Linked DNA regions of Zea mays: region 2 is linked to region 1. Evidence: chromatin contacts called from public Hi-C data. All regions are on one chromosome and are shown on one strand. Each heading gives the region's core, a stretch centred on a gene start, on an enhancer-like site or on the middle of the called end of the contact. The rest is flanking DNA. Distances are from core to core; before and after follow the strand shown. Region 1 holds the start of LOC100276816. Region 2 holds the start of LOC100280879 (TTN10).

Region 1 (2,590 bases), core at 26-2,525:
TCACTACTTTCCTGGTGCAGCGCGCTTCAATCTGTTCCTGATCTACCAGAGTTTGCGCTGTCATTGAGACCGGAAGGATACGAGTTGCCAAGAACTTATTCAATCTGGGAGAATGTTAATGGTTAATCTCATATTCAGAATGTCAAGGAGCATCTGAACGATGACGAAGATTAATGTATCAAATTCAGAATGCCACGGAGCATCCGAACGATGACGAAGATTAATGTATGCATGCTGTAGAGTTGCCGGTCATACTTTGCTTGTTTATTGCGTGAGGGGCAAAACTGTCTTGTAGACCACAAATAGATGGAGATGAATTAGAAAAACGAAGCAAATACGGTTAATGGCAGGTTAATCAATTAGTAGATGTTCATGGTCCTGTTTCTACGAAATAAATGTTTGGGATGGCAATAATGTTAAGTGCTATGTTTGGAGTTCTAAAAATGCAATTATCTCTATTATTCAGACCATATATATCAAATCTCCAACAATAGCTGAATCGTAGATCAGTGGAACAATCTAAAACTAAAACTAACACCATCAAGCTAAACAAACTTCAATGCACAGATGGATCTAAGAACGCCGTAGCAAACGGGTTGAACCTAACTAAAGACGAGATCCACGAGAAATCATCAAAATAACACAAGGGATGAATGAAATCTAAACCCCAAAAAGAAAGGGCATAACAAACACCGCAAACCTCACAGCAAATCCATGAAAAAAACGACAAATACTAAACGTGGCTCCAAAATCAATCAGGGGATGACGGGTTCAAGAAGAGAATCTCTCGGCTCACCTTGATGAGGTCCTGGTAGTCCTGGTGGAGGGCCCGGTACCTGAGGCTGGCCCTGTAAGCCGCCTCGTCCCCGGCGCCTCGCACCGAGCCGGGCGCGCGAGAAAAGAACGGCGGCCGCGACGGCTGAGCCCCAACCGCTGGCTGCGCCAAGACGATCTTGGTCTTCTTGATGGCCGCCATGGCCGAGATAACCTCACCTCAAGCCCCCAAGAAAAGGGGCGCAGGAGACGAGGAGAGGATACGGGAGGATGAACCGATGAGGAAAGGCGGAGCAGGCGAGGAGATAGGACCGAGGAAGGAGACGACAAGAAATAAAGGCGGAAGGCGAGGAGGATGGGGTGGACGAGGTGGGGGACGTTTCTTGCGCCTGCCTGCCCTGCTGATGCTCGCCCTCGCTTTCTCTCTCCTGCCGCGGGCGGCGTGTGAAGGGGAGAGCTCCTCTGACCCATGGGTGAAGTGGGCGAGGCGAGGTGAGATGATGTCGAAAACTCCAAAAGGCCCATGGATTGTTGACAACATGCCGCTGGGGCTAGTTTGAGGAAGCACGCATGCTCGTCAAGAAACGCCACCGACCCAACGACTGGACTGATGGAGTTTCAACTACCCCTCCCTGTACCCATCATCCTATCAGCAGTAGTGGTAGACAGGAGGGCGGTCGTAATGGTGCGTGGATTGGGGAGTAGTGGGCCGCTGTCCCTCTCCGGCTCTCTTCCGCACATCTCTCCGGTCTGCGCGAGAAGAGGTTGTCTTGCTTGGCCTCGCCTCATCAGGCATTCCAGAAAGCCGCGTGGGCGCGCTATCTCTCTCTCCCACTAGAGGAGACGACATCCTCTAGAGGAGAGATTTGACATTATGAAACGCGACAGATGCGACTTCAACGAAATAGAGGCTCAGGCGAGGGTTTCTCCATTATAGAAAAGCTGGACATAGCCAACACTCTAAAATGGACATGTCAACTCTATTAACGGATTCAGAGCAGTATTAGTCTCGTTGAAACCGGGTTCCGTCCCAGCGCCGTCGTCGTCAGTTCTCCTCCATCCCCGTCGCGTTCTCCATCTCCGTCGCTTTCTCCTCCATCTCCGTCGTGTTCTCCTTCGCGCGGCAGCCGGGCTCCGCTGCCTCCGGCCAAGACTTCGCGCGGCAGCCATACCCGTCGCGTTCTCCACGACCTCGACCTCGTCCTCTTCGTCTTCCTCGTCGGCCTGCTGCTCGGCGAGGCGGCGGCGGGCGCCGTGAGACACGAGTACCACCTCACCCCCCAAGGATGGCGACCTGACGAGCCAGGTCGTGCTGCTGAACGGCAGGGCGTTGGCCACCGACGCGGCGGGGAACATCCCCGCCCTGGAGGCGGTCGAGGTGGACGTGGAAAGCATCTAAGAACAACTTTGCCTAGAACCAAAGAAATGCCAGAATATTGTGAAGCACCGAGAAAATAAGAGAACTCGATCTGGCTTCAAGTTTAAGGTTCTTTTATGAACTTGTCGGCAGCAGCTATGATAGTACAAACAGCAATCGTATAACGCAGAGCACGACATTGGATGATTGGAAATGGGCACCAGCAGAACAGGCCAATACAGACTGTGATTTACCACCAGTACAATGCAACAATCATCATGTATCATCGCCATCATGTTCAAAAAAAAGGTTTCAGCATCATCGCCATCATCGAGGGACTAAGAAAAATTGCCAGACGCAGGACATCGGTTCTCTTCTACGTGGAGCTACAGGGAGTAAGAGTAAGGCTAACAGTAAAACGCGCCTCCGGCTCCGGGAGGCCCAAAGATTGAATGTGCG
Region 2 (2,590 bases), core at 66-2,565, 160 kb after region 1:
AATAATGATGGCGCCCCGCGTGCTCCGTGACGACGGCGGCTCTTAGCCCCTTACGGAAGCAAGGAGACGTCAGCAAGGACTCGACAGCCCCGACAGCTGTCCTTCCGCAAGGCTCCAGCGCTCCTCCGACGGCCACGACATCACATGAACAGGGTGCCAAAACCTCTCCGGCTGCCACGACGGCATGTACTTAGGGCACTAGCTCCTCTCTGCTAGACACATTAGCACCATGCTACATCTCCTATTGTACACCTGGGCCCTCTCCTTACGCCTATAAAAGGAAGGTCCAGGGCACTCTGTACGGGAGGGTTGGCCGCGCGGGGGAACGGAACGGCGCGCATAAGCCTCTCGCTCCCTCCCACGCGGACGCTTGTAACCCCCTACTGCAAGCGCACCCGACCTGGGCGCGGGACAAACACGAAGGCCGCGGGTTTCCCCTTTACGCCTGTCTCCCTCTGGTTTCCCCCCTTCGCGCTCCGTCTCGCGCCGACCCATCTGGGCTGGGGCACGCTGCGACAATTTACTCGTCGGTCCAGGGACCCCCCGGGGTCGAAACGCCGACACTATGAAAGATCATTCTTGGATTTTTTTCATTAAATTTTCTTGTTAGATCTTATATAATACACTATCCTTTTACGGAATCAACGTGTTTTATTTGAATTGTTAATGACAAAGCACATATACAAATGTACAATCTTATATATTTTTGAGGTATGTAAACATCCACTTTTAATAATGCTAGCAAAAGTATAGAATAACAGTTAGTGTTTTTGCATATGAATGCATTTTATCATAGTGCTTCTTTATCTCAATATATTATATCATTACATGTTGACTCCATAACAAGGCACGTGCATACACATAGTGTATATATATATTATGTGTTTATAAGATTTAGCTGTATATATATTGTATATATAAATATTTATACTTGTTATATTATAAACTTATGATTTTTGTGAATTTATTATATTGTGAATTGTGTACTTGTGTTATTTGCGATTTTTATTGTATTATGAACTTGTGATATTATTATGTTATCTTTGCGATCTTTATTGTACTATGAACTTGTTATATTGTGTATTTTTTATACTGAACTTTCGTTTCCGAATTCGAGATATCTGAAATACCGATATCTAAACAACATCAAAGTAATCATTTCCGATTTTATTTTTGATAAATATGAAAATGATAATAATTTTAGTGTTTACCGATCATTTAGTATGCACTGGTACGTTACCACGAGTTTGGGCTCGGCATGGCCTGACAGACCTCGTGTACACATGCAAAGAAAACTACCTCGTGTACACGTCCCATCTTGCCGCCTTCAAAACCTATTGAGCGGGAAGCAAGGCCGCCAAAACCAAATCAGCAAATCCCCCATCCCTATCCAGCGGCTTCTGGCTCCTCCGCCAGGTCTTGCCGTCCAGCGGCCTCACCGCCCTCGAGATTTGCTCGGCACGGTCGCCTTGTTTGCCGCCTGCAGCGTTCTCCCACTCGGCTACGGGCTACGCCTGACGCCACCGTTAACGGCGACATCCGAACGGGCCCCGACACCCATCTCGCGCTCAGAAAAGGTAATGCTCGAAATTTGTTATGTTCTTCTCTCAGTGAGTGGTGTCTCAATATTAGGAGCTGATGCAAAGGTATGAATTCGAATTGATTCGCCCAATCCGGGTAAACACATGTAGCATGTAGTAGATGATAGTTCCGCCCCAAAGCTCGAGTTACATCGTATCCAGTCTGTTTATATTTGAACAATTACTTCCTGATACTCATTGACAAGACAATAATTGCTGGTGTATAATTAGGGATAAGCAGTTGTGATCCTGTCCTCTTGGTCGGATGCGGGGTTACTATGACATCGATGACATCCTCATGGAGGATGAGGTAATTCTAGATGCAGGATTTTATCTCCTCTTCGTGCATGGTGCTTGTGTATACCTGCTGAGTATATGTTTTTGGCTCTGCCTGCAGCCTATTTCAGTTGTTTTCCAAGTAACTGCAAATGGTGTTGGCCTGCTAGATCCTGGTGCTGAAAATAACTGTGTAAGTGTCTGCCCAATGAATTTTGTGCGCTTATGTTTCTAGTGCAACCTGTGCACACATGTTGTAAAATTCTTCTTATGTCCTCATGTCTACCAAATGCGATTTATGCAGTTCTTGAACAGTAGTTCGCTGAGAGGCTTCTTAAGCACTCCTTGACTTGTTTAAACTGATTAGGATTACTGCACTTCTTAAACATTATTGTTATGGCTGCAATATTTGTCATGAACTCCAACTGGGAAAGTGGAAATTGGAAGTTTTGCATTGCGGACGAACTTCACTCTTTCTACTAAAGTTGCTAATAGGGATGTTTCTCTTGTATAAAAGAGCATCTAAGTTTTTTTTATATCCAGGTAGAGAAGGGTGCCAAGGTGGACCTTCCATTTTGGCTTGCGCATGGGCTGCTGTCTCTGGAACAAGCTGTCTCAATAAACCCGCCTCCATGCTTCACACAGAAGTATGTTTTTTCAGTGTCTGTTATGGCATTACTGCTACACAGAAATTCTTGGAGCAACATCAAAGCATGAGAGAGCAAGGAGTATTC

Evidence for each region. Hi-C and Micro-C count contacts between places; a contact is called where the count stands out from the background.
Region 2: a Hi-C map of tassel shows a contact between it and region 1, with 3 times the contacts expected there. The contact joins the promoter of LOC100280879 here to the promoter of LOC100276816 in region 1. A contact is called at or near these places in 3 of 25 Hi-C or Micro-C datasets (ear, leaf and tassel).

What each region holds. Positions count from the first base shown.
Region 1 is chr10:47,604,056-47,606,645 of Zm-B73-REFERENCE-NAM-5.0, forward strand. LOC100276816 reads right to left here and starts at 1,276. Exons shown (of 4, transcript NM_001150525.1): 1 at 797-1,276. The coding sequence starts at 976.
Region 2 is chr10:47,767,226-47,769,815 of Zm-B73-REFERENCE-NAM-5.0, forward strand. It overlaps LOC100280879 (TTN10), which reads left to right and starts at 1,316. Exons shown (of 7, transcript NM_001153799.2): 1 at 1,316-1,577; 2 at 1,812-1,890; 3 at 1,978-2,049; 4 at 2,400-2,503. The coding sequence starts at 1,846.